2 separate regions of the Rattus norvegicus genome follow, and region 2 is linked to region 1. The links are chromatin contacts, called in public Hi-C maps. All regions are on one chromosome and are shown on one strand. The core of a region is the stretch at or near the end of the contact, and the rest is flanking DNA. Distances in the headings are between cores, read along the strand shown. Region 1 has its middle 27 kb from the start of Hnrnph2. Region 2 holds the start of Armcx4 (armadillo repeat containing, X-linked 4).

What was found. A called contact is a pair of places that touch in the nucleus more often than the background predicts.
Region 2: a contact with region 1 is called in a Hi-C map of the A7r5 cell line, with 2.5 times the contacts expected there. The contact joins the promoter of Armcx4 here to the enhancer-like site in region 1. A contact is called at or near these places in 3 of 12 Hi-C or Micro-C datasets (the A7r5 cell line, Schwann cells and psoas muscle).

Annotation. Positions count from the first base shown.
Region 1 is chrX:102,097,836-102,105,473 of GRCr8, forward strand. It overlaps the pseudogene Cox7b-ps2. Among named protein-coding and RNA genes, the nearest start is that of Hnrnph2, 27 kb to the left of the region's middle. Within about 2 kb of position 1,991, at least 5 of the 93 cell types and tissues checked have an H3K27ac peak or open chromatin away from gene starts, as enhancers often do. A contact at or near this core is called in the A7r5 cell line and Schwann cells, where this site is marked.
Region 2 is chrX:102,150,735-102,157,922 of GRCr8, forward strand. It overlaps Armcx4 (armadillo repeat containing, X-linked 4), which reads left to right and starts at 3,009. Exons shown (of 6, transcript XM_006257237.5): 1 at 3,009-3,293; 2 at 3,799-3,875; 3 at 4,665-4,744; 4 at 5,080-5,162; 5 at 5,448-5,529; 6 at 5,851-7,188. The coding sequence starts at 5,979.

The sequences.
Region 1 (7,638 bases), core at 741-3,240:
TACAGAGGCATTTTTATTATTGTTCTTTCAAAGACAGGATCTCACTCTGTAGCTCTGACTGTCCTTGAACTCACTACTTAGACCAGGCCGGCTTCAAACTCACACAGATCCTCCTTCCTCTGCCTCCTGAGTAATGGGATTAAAGTCTTGCACTACTATGCTTGGCTGGAGGCCTTTTCTTAACTGATGTTCCCTCCTCTTTGAAGGCTTTGGCTTGTGCTAAGGTGGCATAAAACTAGCCAGCACCAAAGCATCCGTTATAATGCCAATTTTGAAAGAGATTTAAGACAGTATAGTCAAGTCACTTTTTTATAAACTAGAGAAAAATATGCCCAGATGTCAACAGCAATTTCCTCTGGTTCATTTTTATCTCTCTGTACTCCTGTGTTTTCATAAATGGCTATAGAACACAGTGCTACTAAAAGATCAGAACAATACAACCTCTTAACAAAGCCAGGAAAAATGGTTATCTCAATATCTGCTTTAAAGGAATTCGCTATGTAAACTTTTCTAAGACCAGATAGAGGCAATTCCTCAACTGCTTATCAGTTGTTTGGGAAACACTTTGAACTTCTGGGAAGTATGATGTGTAAAGGAGAGAAAATAGGACGATCAAAACTCAATGCAGAACACACATTTTGAGAGACAAGTGCACGCTTAAACCTAGGTCATAATGATTTATTTGTGCTTGCTTCGCTGTGCCTTATGTTAGGAAGGGATAGCAACCCTCCCATTCTCCCAGTTTGGAGCCGGATAGCAACTTCGAAGTGGTAAGAAGTTCAAACCTGAGCATCCTAAACGAACAAGATATCCGTAAAGCATGGGAGAGAATACACATACACTGGATAGTACCTTTGGCTACCTACTATCATCATCATCTGAGGTATACAGAGGATGAAGGGGACAGAGCTGGGTCTTAGTCCCTCAGAGTCCTACCTCCAAAGAAGTCCCTAAGATGCTGCTGCCCGCAGTTGATAGTCAGCAATCCTTTTGTCAATGAGTTTTCCAGGATCTCATGAATATGATAGAATCCATGTTCAATACATGTTTTTCTTCTTTCTCAAACTATATTCCCTTTCTACTCCAACTGTGAGGGTGTTCACTTATAAGAAGTTCCTAGAGGGGACTTGCTTCATTTGTGGAAGATAAATCTTGTTCCACTCTGAGGTCCCCATACCTCACCCGGACGTGATACCTAGCACCTGGTCCAAAAGCTCATAAATCTTTGTGAAATGAATGAATAAATGGATGTGTATGTTGGTGGCTATTGGATCAAAGGGTCATTTACAGATTATGAGCTTTTGGTGATGGATTACTTCTTTGCTTAAGCTGAATGGTTTTTTTTTTAAAGATTTATTTATTTATTATATATAAGTACACTGTAGCTGTCTTCAGATACACCAGAAGAGGGCATTGGATCTCTTTACAGATGGTTGTGAGCCACCATGTGGTTGCTGGGAATTGAACTCATGACCTCTGGAAGAGCAGTCGGGTGCTCTTAACCGCTGAGCCATCTCTCCAGCCCCTGAATGGTTTTTAATTCCAGGAAAACACCTATACCATTCACTGCGGTGGAAGTGAGACAGAGAAGGGCTAGGCTATTTACACCGGTTTATTCAATAGACAGAAAAGCAAACGAAAGAGAAAAATGGTGACAGAGCCTACTGCTTTCGCGTCATACAACCGTCTGCCAAGAAATTAGTTCTCTCTTTTAAAAGCAAGTCAACAGTGAACTTTACAGGATGCTTCCCAGCCTCTCTCTATGGAAACAAGCCCTAGACCCGAGATGGACACAGAGCAGCCAGTTCTCTTTCCATGGAACCTTCTCTGGACAGACAACTCTGAGGTCAACTAAATAGCACAGCATAAAATACTTTCCAAAATGGTCAGCAAGGAGGGAAATAAATAGGCGCTGTGTTCAGCTTGACACTGTCTGCCATTTCTAGCCGGTAGAAATGAGTCATCTGGTAAAGTCTGGAGGAGAAAGAAAATCACAAGACATTTTATTTGCTGAGGTTTCTGCAATGTCTTAGTATATCTGTACAGGGTAAGATAGGCTAGGCCTGTCACTACAGCTTCATGATGGCACCATTCCTGTCTTCCATTTTGTAATAGAAGGAACAAATAACTGTCTCAGACTAACCACTCAGGACTGCTTATTTAGTAAAAATAGAAATCTGTCTACCGGGCATAGTAGTGCCTTCCTGTATTCCCTGTACTCAAGGGATAAACATAGGAAGATCAAGAATTTGAGGTCATCTTTGGCTATAGAAAGTTCCAGGACAACCTGAGTTACATGAAACTCTCTCTCTAAAAAATAACAACAACCACCACCAACAACAAAAATCCAGCCTCTCCCCCCCCCCAAAAAAAAAAGAGAAAGGAGGGAGGGGCTGTAAAGGGGTGATTCATGCCTTTAATTCCAGCACTATGGAAGAATAGACAAGCAGATCTCTGAGCTGGAGGACAGCTTGGTTTAGAACAAGTTCCAGGACAACCAGAGCTACATAGAAAGACCCAGTCTGGAAAAAAAGAGGGATGAGGGAGGGAAGGAGAGAGGGAGGAAGGAAGGAAAGAAGGGACTATGTTGTATGTACTGCCAAGCATGGCTGTGTAGGCTTGCAATCCCAGTGCTAGGAGAACAGAGGTAGGAGAGTAAGAAGTTCAAGGACATCTTTTATAAAGCTAGCGGTAGTAGTCATTAAAATAGCTATTTGATGTCAAATGGAGGAGGGTCAGATGCCAACAAAAATCATAGGTTCTTAACCACCCAGGAAAATAAAAGAACCGATCAAAATAAAGTGGCTTCTCATTAAACAGAGCATTTTTACTTATCTTGCTTCAGCCTTGGAAGTAGACATTATAATACTTGTGCTCTGAATAAGGACAGAGGGGAACCCTGCAGAAGGGGAAGAAAGGATTGTAGGAGCCAGAGGGCTGGAGGATAACACCAGGAGAGCATGGCCCACAGAATCAACTAAGCAGGGCTCATAGAGGCTCACAGAGACTGAAACAGAAATCATGGAGTCTGTATGGCTCTGCCTTAGGTCCTCTGTATACATGTTATGGTTGTGTCATTTGGTGTCCTTGTGGGACACCAAACAGTGGGAGTAGGGGTGTCTGTGACTCTTTTGTCTGCTTCTGGGACCCTTTCCCCCACTACTGGGCTGCCACAGCCAGCCTTGATGTGAGGGGATGTGCCTAGTCTTCTTTACTTATTCTATGTGTATGAGTACACTGTAACTGTCTTCACACACAGCAGAAGAGGGCCACCAAAGGTTGCTGGGAATTGAACTCAGAACCTCTGGAAGAACAGTCAGCTGGGGGGGAAGAGGGAAGGTGGGGGATACTGGGAGAAGGAAATGGAGAGAAAACTATGTTTGGGATGTATTGTAAAAGAGAAAAAATAATTTTTAAATTAAAAAAAAATGCCAGTGGTCCTGGTACAGTCCTTTAATCCCAGTACTGGAGAGGTGGAGTCAGGTGGATCTCTGAGTCTGAGGCCGGCCTCATCTCCAGAGCAATTCCAGGACAGCTGGGGCTATATGGAGAAATCCTTCTTGAAAAAGCAATAAATAAATAAATAGCTAGTTAAAGTTATTTACAATAAAATGATGAACAGGAAAAGAAAGAAGACTAAGAAAGGCTTGCGGCACGCGAGTCTTTAATTCTAGCACTCAGGAAGTAGGGGGAGGCAGACCTCTGTGAGTTCCAGGCCAGCCTGGGGTACATAGCAAGATTCTGTCTCAAAAACAAAACAAGAATGAAACCAAATGAAAATTAAGGGAGAACTTAAGTCAGTTTTTCAGGGTCAAGTGACTAGTATATGTCACAGCAGGAACTCGGATGAAAATCTTTCTGAGTCCAGAGAGCAGATTGTGTACAGAATTACCACAAAAAAAGAGGTCCCAGAATGCAAGTGAAAGAGAAGGCATAATGTTCTCTCCAGGAGTCATCCTTTGACCTTACTCCTCCTCCATCCTACTTCCTGCAATAAATGGCTTCCGCATTTTTATTGTGAGGACTATGTGAGCACTGGATTTTCAAGATCCCTGATGAAATCAGTGTCAGTGCCTGGTACGTTATCAACTCTTCTCCCACAAACATATGAGAAATAGAGGGACGGAGAAAAGAAAGATGGAAGCGACCAAGGGAAAGAGGAAAGAAGCCAACAAAAGCAGTTGACTGAGACGGATCGGATCTGATAATACCAAACACTCAGCAGGCTGAAGGGTCCCAAGTTCAAAGCCTGCCTCATCTAGAGTTAAGTAACCATGGCAACTTCGAAAAATTCTGTCTCAAGATGCAGAAACAAAAGCCAGGCATGATGGTGCACAAATATAATCTCAGCAATTGGAAGATGGGGACAAGAGGACCCCTCCTAGTTAATCTTCACCCCAGAAGAAACTGCTATTCTGATTACTTATAAAATAGTATTTAGGTGGAATAAAAAGTATGCATTTTTGTTTGAATGCACCAATTCACTCCTCGGGAGCCGGAGCTCAACCCGCTTTTTTTCTTAAAACGAAATTGTTTATTTTTCTACAGAGATTACTCCTCCCTAAAGGAAGATTTCGCCAAGGTGAGCTGAGCGGGATATTGTAAAGCAAACAGTTGCTGATGGAGTGAAATTCTGTCTCATATCTGGTATCTGAGAGTATCACAAGAACATATAACCTGCTCCAACTCTCATTCATGGAATTCAGCCTTGTGAATGCAAAGCAGGCATGTCTGTGGGGTTACCAGGTCAATGGGCGTGTCAGCCCTGTCATCAGCACCTCACTTAAGGATTCCATCCACTATAGCGCCTCAAAGAATGAGTCAGAGTGAAGGAGTGTTGCTGCAGTTATAAAGGGGAGATAAGAGGTAGTACACACTTCATCTTTAAATGGAGCAGTTTAGAGATAGGGATTCCTTTAGGACCCTTAGCATGGTTCTTATGAGATTCTCTGGCTTTTTGAGATACATTTCTCAAAGGTTTTAATTCATAAGTTTAAAGATCATGCAAAATTTAAAAATTAAGTCAAGTTTAAAAACAATAAAGCCAGTGTGGTGGTACAACACACCTTTAATCCCTACACTCAGGAGGCAGAGAGGCAGAGGCAGAGGCAGAGGCAGAGGCAGAGGCAGAGGCAGAGGCAGAGGCAGAGGCAGAGGCAGAGGCAGAGGCAGAGGCAGAGGCAGAGGCAGAGGCAGAGGCAGAGGCAGAGGCAGAGGAGAGGCAGAGAGGCAGAGAGGCAGAGAGGCAGAGAGGCAGAGAGGCAGAGAGGCAGAGAGGCAGAGAGGCAGAGAGGCAGAGAGGCAGAGACAGAGGCAGAGGCAGAGGCAGAAGCAGAGAGACAGAGAGACAGAGAGGCAGAGGCAGAGAGGCAGAGAGGCAGAGAGGCAGAGGCAGAGGCAGAGGCAGAGGCAGAGGCAGAGGCAGAGGCAGAGAGGCAGAGAGGCAGAGAGGCAGAGAGGCAGAGAGGCAGAGAGGCAGAGAGGCAGATAGGCAGAGAGGCAGAGAGGCAGAGAGGCAGAGAGGCAGAGAGGCAGAGGTAGAGGCAGAGAGACAGAGAGGCACAGGCAGAGACAGAGAGGCAGAGACAGAGGCAGAGGCAGAGGCAGAAGCAGAGAGACAGAGAGACAGAGAGGCAGAGAGACAGAGAGGCAGAGGCAGAGAGGCAGAGAGGCAGAGAGGCAGAGAGGCAGAGGCAGAGGCAGAGGCAGGCAGATCTGTCTTTTTTGTCTTTTAAAAGGAAAGGGGTAGTAATAAAACAATAAAGTATAAAATGAGTTTACTTATGTTTTTAACCTTAAGGAATTTCTCTCTATAAATTGTGAGGCAGTCTTGAGATATAGTGTTTAGGTTTAATAAGGAGAAGGGTTCTAACACAGTTAAGAGCATTAGCATTCTGGCCCTTGGTAGGTACTGCTTGTTGTTTTTGACATCTTTATTTGAAAAATCTTCAGGAAAACAAGTACAGCCTCTCTAGGCAATTGTAATTTTATCAGCCACGTTCAAGTTTCTGATTTCTAGGTAGAGTCTGTATGGATGGGTTTTTTCACCATCTTGTGTACACGTAATTTCCCTTGTTCTTCTATCCTGCTTGTCAAGCAGGACTCCACTGAGGAGGTGATGGACTAGGCTCTGTCTATCCTGGGATTTGTGAATGGACCCCTCCTCCCTATCAGTGGTTATCACAGACAAGCACAGCATACACTTGGCTGCAGCCCTCTGACCGAAGTTAGGTTTTGAAAGCAGAGATGGGTATTGAGAGATGACACCCAAGAGTTCCTGTGATCTCGTCAGTGATACATTTCTGAGCCATTTTCTCAGACTCATCCCAGTGTGACTTTTAGCATTGCTCTACTTCCCTAAAGACAAGACTTGCATTCCGAGGTGAGCTCCATGTACTTCTGTTTTCCTTTCAGTTGGACTCCCTTGTAGCGGATGCTTCCCTGAAAAAAGTCAGGTCTCCAAACCAGGTCTCCTAGGTGTTGCCTGAGTTAGGCATCAGACATAGCTTGAGTCCTTTCGCAGAGGCTCTTCGGTGTCTACTCCAAGTAGATTTCTAGCAGGCCCACTTTGTGCAGGTAGATTTTTAGCAGGTCTGCTTTGTGCATCATTCCAGGGATGCCTGTCAACCATCACATTTCTCAGCTCTTCTCAAAGATTGCAATTTAGGAACATCTTCCAGAAGGCTCCCCAGCCAACCCACAACTGGATTTGTTCAAGTCTTTTCTAAGAGTCTTTCAAACTTGCAAACTCTTAGTGGTTTCCTAATAGGCACATCAGTCAATTGCAAAAGAGTCTCAGATCCATGTGATCAAAGCAATTCCCCCTCCCTCCCAGCTATGCAGTAATATTAACTGGGATTGCTATGGCCAAAGCCTTGGTCCATGAAGGCTCAACAACTAGGCTTTGGTATAAGTCCTCAGTAGGCCAATTAAAAAGATAGGTAACCCAGCACTTGAGAGGCAGAGGAAGGCAGATCTCTAAGTTCAAGTCCAGCCTGGTTTACCTAGTGAATTCCAGGACAACCAGGTTAAAAATTATTTATGTGTATGGGAGTTTTGCATACATATATGTCTGTGTACCATGTGCATGCCTCGTGACCACAGAGGGCAGAAGCAGGTGTCAGTTCCCCTGGAACTGGAGTTCCAGATGGATGTGACCCACTGAGTAGGTGCCGGGAACTGGATCCTGGTCCTTTGGAGGAGCAGCCAGTGCTCTTAACTGCTGAGCCATCTCTCCAGCCCCTGTTCTGCTTTTTGCTTTCCCTTCTAACGATTCTCATTTATTTTTATGTGTATGAGTGCACTGCTTGCATAAATGTATGTGTATTGTGACCGTGCCTGGTGCCTGTGGGGGTAGGAAGAGAATGACAAGTCCCCTAGAACTGGATAGTGGTGACCTACCATATGGTTTCTTAGAGTTGGACTCAGATCTTCTGCAAGAACAAGCGCTCTTAACCATTGAGCCACTTCTTCAGCCCTCATAAAATAGTTCAGGGTGTTTGTTTTAAGATGTTGTATTCCAGCTTGGCCTCAAATTAGCTGTGTTGTGAAGGATTATGGACATCTGCCTCTATGTTAGGTTTATGCAGTGCTAGAGATGGAACCCAGGACTTCATGCATGCTAGACAATCACTCTAT
Region 2 (7,188 bases), core at 1,759-4,258, 54 kb after region 1:
GTTGGGGGAATAATGGACCATTTTTGTGAATGATGCTGAGGAGATGTGGGTGAACATACAATGATATGAATAGCATTTTCAGACAGGAAATGTAAGTGGTCAGTTAGCCTATGAAGTGGATAGGACAGGAGATAATAAATATAGATTGAGCGTGCCTGTAAATCCAGATAAGGAAGTTGAGGCAGAGGACTCCTGAATTTGAGGCTACCTTGACATACATAGTAGGAGCTTGTCATAAAGAGAAAAATAGAGCTAAGAATAGTAGTACAACCTGTAATTCCAACATTTGGAAGGCAGATCCAGGAGGATTGATGAGTTTGTGGTTAGCATGGTCTAAAGACTGAGATCTTGTTTCAAGAGAAATAAAAGAAAACAAATAAGGGAAAACTATTTATTTGTACTTATAAAAACAAATAGTAAATAATAGAATTAGTCCAATTATCCTCTCAGGATACAACATTTAACCCTTTTAAAAAAATCATTCACAATGTAAAAAAATTATCAAAATTTCTTAATCTCTCCCCTAGTGATAATTTTTTTTAAAAAAGTACTTATTTTTTTATAAGAATTGATTGGTGTTTTGCCTGCATATATGTCTGTGTAAGGGTGTCAGATCCCCAAGAACTGGAGTTACTGACAGTTAAAACCTACTATGTAGGTGCTGGGGGTTGAACCCAAGTCCTCTTGAAGAACAACAGCCAATGCTCTTAAACACTGAGCCATCTCTTCAGCCCCCAATAATTTTTAAACTTGTGTGTGTGTGCGTGCATGTGTGCGTGCGTGCGTGCATGTGTGTGTCTATGTGGAGGCATGCCATGTGTGTATGCATGCCCTCAGAAGCCGGTGGTGGGCAGCAGGTCTCCTGGAGCTGTGAGCCACATCATGTGGGTGCTGGAAACCAAACACAGGACCTCTGGGAGGGCAGTAAGTGCTCTTAACTGCTGAGCCATCTTTCTAGCCTGTTGCAAGATTTAAAAAACCCTTTAATAGTACTGCAAGAAATATCATACTTGGGTGTGGCAGTATATATCTATGTCATTCTCTAAGGATATGTTTACTAAATATCAAAGAGTAGAATTACCCCAGGAAAGAATTGTAGGCTGTTCTATTTATTTTTTTTTCTTTTTCTTTTTTTCGGAGCTGGGGACCGAACTCAGGGCCTTGTGCTTGCTAGGCAAGCGCTCTACCACTGAGCTAAATCCCCAACCCCGGCTGTTCTATTTATTGTTCAATAGATTTTGCCCAATTGCCCTTTATAAAAGGATTGAATTAAAATAGCCATCTCCAACAGAGTATAGGCATCTCCATAGTCCCACTAAATAGTCAATAATATTGAATTTATAAACTTTGATGCCATAGCTTAAACACAGTTGTTTTAATTTGCATGTTTTAAAAATCAAGCACTTTTATATGTTTACTGGACATTTGGATCTTTTGTTTCTCCTCTGTGAATAAATCTGTCTATATTTTTGGCACTTTTTTCTATTTGTTATTTTATTAATAATATGTACGGATATTTAAATTACAATCAGTTCTTTGGTATCTGAAGCTTATGCTTCTTTTAAAAGATGAACACAGATTTAAATTTTTATGTTAATCAATCGATGAATTATTTTCTTTGGTAGAGAAAGTACATTTTGAATTCTGGAAACCCATTAGTAATGTTTTCAAGTATTATGGCTTTCCTGGCTCACCTCCTGAAAGGACCTCCTTCACACAGGGCCCCTCACCAGGGAGGGCCTCAAGCTGGGGTGTCATATTTCAACATTCTAAGAAGGAGGGTGCCTGGACAGTTTATATTTGGAGTATGATTCCCCAGTGGAAACAGGTGGGTGCCTGGTGACTCTTCTGCATATTTTTGTTCCTGAATTCTGGGTTTTGTGAGGGTGGTGCACTGAAGTTATTAAGGAAGGCAGGGAGTAAAAAGACATTTCTTCTGGGGACCACTTGGAATCCTGGACCTTGTTCTTCCATTTCTAAGAGGGAAAGATCACTGATGGCCGAGCTGTTCCAACATGCCCATGGCTGCTGAAAAATGCTCAATGCTCAACCCTGACAGGGTGACCAACAGAAGAGAAATGGCACAACCTGGGGAGATGTCACCCATGCCACTGATAGGATGAAAATTCTACCTTAACGCTTAATGCCTCCTTTCTTTCTTTTTTTCTTTCTATTTTTCTTTCTATGTGGTAGCCATTGCTCCTTTTGTGGGTGTGGTGACATTGATGTAAAAATCCAAACAAACAAACAAACAAACAAACAAAAATGATTAATATCTTTGGATATTAACCTTTAAAGTCACTAGTTTGTAAAGTACTGGGTTCACTCGTTTTGGTCTTTAAAGTATCCAGAGTCTCCTGTGAAGAAGTACTCAGGCACCTGGTAGGCAAAGGTAAGTGCACTAAAACCTCAAAGGCTTTCAATTATTTCTGTAAAACTATCATGTTTTCAAATCTGAATGTCTTTCCAAAGATTAACTTGTCGATTGCATTAAAAGACGGTCTAGCTTTGTTTAGGAAAAAGAATGTATTTAAAATGTCAGCAATTACATCTGTTTTCAGCCCTCAAAAGCAGTTTATAGTAGTTAGAAAGCCCTTTTTTTTAAAGTGTCATAAAATTGTGTAAACGAACGAGTCTTTAAAATTTTTACAACCTGGACATTTTCATGGCTAATGAAAATGTCTTTACTGTATTTTCCCCTTACTGGGAGCGAAAATGATGTCAACAGAAAAGGGAATACAGACAAAGAAAGTAAAGGCTTTGATTGCATGGTTTTCCTTTTTCTCTAGCCGATTTGATGGTGGAATTGTTACTAAGGGAAGGCAGGTTGTATAGAGAGCCAGTGGGGAGCGTTAGTATTGTAGCCTAAGAGGAAAAGAAAGGATTCTTCAAAGATGCAGAAAAGGCTACAGCCGAGGCCTGAGAGTGGGTGGGGGTACAGACCCTTCCTAGTAACCGGAGACCGGTGAACTCCAACCGCTAGATGGTGATGACACTTGTGGGCTCTCAGATTGGAGAGCCCAGAGATGAGTGACAGGGCGGGGCGCGCTGGGACTTTGCGCACGGACGCGAGGAGGGGGTTGCCTGTGCGTACAGAAGGGGGTCCTGTTGACTGCCTTCCGACCAGTGGGGGGGTTGTGAGGAGGAGGGCGAGCGATGACGCGGGGCCCTCACGTGACCCGGAGCTGCAGAGCGACGCAGCCTTGGGTGCAGTCGTCACTCTCGTCTGGCCACCAACTCCCCGCTGCCCTGCGCGCGGCGGGCTGGCATCGGGCCCGGGGCGAGCAGAGCAGGTAAGGGCCCCCGGGCGGCTGCGCCGCGGCCCCGCTAGCTGCAGCCTTTTGATCCCGCAGAGCAATGGAGATGGATTGAGGAGGGGGATGTCCATGCTGGATCAAGTTCAAGGAGCCTTCCTCTCCGATTCTCCCGCGTCCCCCAGCCCCTAGCTGAATCGGTGCTGGGGAACCCCGTGCTTTGACAGGGCCGCTGGTAGGAAGAGTCTCTAGAGGGAAATACAGAGGGAAATGTCCATCCTCTTTAATTAACTCCATCAATGGGCGTCCGCACATGTCCGCGGGCTTCCTGCTCCTTTCAGAGGAGGGACGCGCGCGCCACCGTGGCATTTGCGGAGAAAATGGTGGGCCTTAGTGCCTGGACGGCGGGCTCGGTAGGGGTGGTGTCTCAGAAGGAGGGGAGGGACATTTGACAACCGGATTCCATAAAGGAGAGTGTTGAGATGTGTGGCCTTGGTGCTGGCCGAAGCACTCAGTGCCTTTACTCTTTCCTTTTGGACAATAGTTCGGTGTGGCTCTATTTGTGGTGAGGCGAGGGAAAAACGGAGACAGAGACAAGAGAACTGCACAGGATCTATGGAGGTTAGTGTGAGTACCAATACCGAACCATTGAAGTTCTGTATGAATTCTATGCAGCCACGTAGGCACTGTTAATATTTGTATGTGTGTATGTATATATATATTTGAGTATGTATATATATATTAGTATATATTGTATTTATATATAATTAGGATGTGGGGTGGGGCTAACCTAGGAACTTTACCTAAGCTTTGTTTCCTGAACAGGCTTCGGACTTTTCCCTTAAATTCTATGGTGAACACCAACAAAGACAAAACTTTGTTCTGGATTATTTTGATTTATTTCAGATGATATTAAAAATTCCAATTATTGTGTAAAAAGGACACTATTGTTGGATAGAGCCTTTGGGGGGATGGGATAATGATTTTGCAGAAGCGAAAGCCCTTCTCCATACCTTGTATCTTGCGCTGAGACTCCTAGAGATGGCTTTCAGGGGAAGCAGATGGCAGGCTCTGATTGAAGAATCCTGGGATCTGGGGCGTCCATCTCTTCCACCGTCCTCCAGTTTCCAGAGAGTCGTGTCTACCTGACCATCGTAATAAAGGAAATGGTGGACTTTTGAGGAAAGACCTAGAATCCTACAGGTGGTTTAAAAATAATTTTTCTCTTTTTCTCCCTTTTTACTTTTCCTCTTCCCCTCTCTATTTTATCCATTTCAGTGTAGATGAAGCCCTAGGTTACCACTGTATCTCTGAATCTCCAAAGGCAGGACCGAGGAACACAGATGTTTGGTGCTAGGCTGTCACAAGCACTCAGCGTTCACCCTCTCCTTTTTCTTTGTCTGTTCCCAGGGCTCCACATGTTTGAAGTAGGGCTTTTTACCCCTGAAAGAGGGGGAGACTGTTTTGGAACTGTGGAGGTTGGTATAAAGGTGGGTAGTGGCTGGGGATGACAAAAGAGGGTGGGTTGAGCTTGAAAGGACTCCAGTGGATGGCACTTCTGCCTTGTCTATATACGGTTGATTTGCACAATGCAATGCTGCCATACAACCTGTCCGTTTCAGTGCAGGAAACAGTGGGGATATTTGAGGTACGGTGGACTGGGCTGTGACAAAGAAGCCTTGAGATGGGATCTTAAGATAGGAATACAGTGTTAAAATGGTTCAGGACTCTGGCAATGCAAACATTGTAACCAAGAATTGAGGTGTTTGTTCTACTAAGCTCACAGCTCCCATGACTTCCTGTTTATCTATCTATGTGTCTATAGATCCTTCTGCATGTCTGCTTCAGAGGCTGAGATTCATGGAAGCAAGGAAGAAAAGAGGAAATTATCTCTGACCAGGATAACTGGTAAGAGGGAGGGACGTGCCTGCTATGTCTCTAATGTGGGTTAGTGGAGACCAGTGTGCATTCCAAAAGAGACAGTCAGGAGGGGCTTCTTATTCTGCTTTACGGCCATTTTTCTCACTATTCCTGATATTTACCCCAAACCTTTACCTTGATTCTGGTCTATGGAAAAGAGTGTTATAGCACCTAAGGAAATTGGACAAATTGAAAGGATAAATTGCTGATAATATGACTGCTCCATCAAGAACAAACTCCTCTCTGTGTCTCTCTTTGTCTTCATTTCTCTAGGTCTAAAGGTCTCATGACTCTATACTTTAGAGTGCGTCACCAAGCAAAAGAAGGATAGAAGTGGCAACTTCGTTCATTCCAGGTTCGTATGAGCGGGGACCTGTAATAATAATGATAACCATTATTACATAGGAGATCCCTTACAAATCTAGTCCTGAGACTTTCTGTCCCTCGTCCACTCACTATTAGCCTTCCTGCCATCCTTGACTCAATTCATTTGGCATATGAAAATGGCTGGGCATTGGGGAGCATAGGAAGAAATGAAATAAGGGGTGAAAAATTTGCCAACCATCCTCTTCTAACAAGTTCATTCCTACCCTTTCCGGTTCCTGTTTATATCTATTTGAATAATGCCGGAGAGTTAGAAGAGACGGTTAAATTCATTTCCTTCTTCCACTTCTAGGTCTACTTCCAGGGGCAGCTCTGCTGGCCTTTAAGTGGTTAAGCACCATTGCCCAGACACACCATCCTCTTTCCTAGCCCGAGTGAGCCCTCCTATACATTGTCCGTGCCTTCAGCAGGGGTGATTACATGGGCCGTGTTCAGGATGTGGGCTGGGCCACTGCAGGACTGGTGATCTGGGCTGGTACCTGCTACTGCATTTACAGATTAACCAAGGGAAGAACTCAGAGTGTGAGCGGACTTGCCAGAAATGGGTCCAGAATCGAGACGGAGACTATGGTTGGGGAACAGAACCAGACCTTGGCCACAAGTGAAGCCATGGCTGGAAGAGAGGCTGAGACTAGAATCAAGACTGAACCAGAATCTGGAGAAGGAGGTGAGCCTGTGGCTGAAGTAGACTTCAAGGTCCCTGTTCTAGTTAGACCCAGTGACAATTGTCAGGCCAAGACAATGCTTGAGGAAGAGATAGAGACCCAGTCTGAGACCAGTTCATTGGTGGAAACTGTGGTCATGGCAGAGGCAGTGACTTTGACTGAATCCACATCCCAAGCCAAGGAAGTAACCATGAAAGAGGCGGTTACACAAACTGATGCCGAGGCTGAGGCAGTAGGCAAGAAAGAGGCAGTGACTCAGACCAAAGCTAAAGCTTGGGCAATGGCTGGCAGGGCAGAGGTCAAGAAAGAAGCGATGACCCAGACCAAAGCAGAAGCTCATACATTGGATGAAAAAGAGACAGAGATTAACAGAGTGACAGTGACACAGAGTGAGGTCTTGGCAGTGACCAAGGAAGTAGTCAAGATCGGAAGCATGAATGAGACTGGAATTGTGGCTGAAGCCACGATGAGGTCCCTGGAAGAGACTCTGGCTGTGCCTAGGACTCAGTCTGAGGCTAGGCTTGATGCCACAGTTGCTACTAAGGAGAATCCTAATGATTTGTCTGTTGTAGTGGCTGGAGTGGACATGAAGTCCTATGCACAGTCTCAGGCTGTGACCATAGTCAAAAATGATGATATGGCTGGTGCCGAGACTGACAACCAGGAGGATCTCAAAAACATGTCTAAGGCAGGGTCTGGGGTAGATATGAAGGCTTCTGGTCAGCCTCATACTGCTGCCAGCATTCTGGCTGAAGCTGTGCCAGGGGCAAAGAATGATGCTTGGGACAATGCAAATGACATTTGTGAAGCAGAGACAGATATAAGAACTTGTATAATACAACCTGAGACTGTGGCCAAGATAGAGGCTGAGGCAACGTCTGGTGCCATGATGGACGGTGGGGAAGCTGCCAGTGTTAAGGCAATGACTGATGCTGACGTAACAGATACTCAGCCTCAAACTGTAA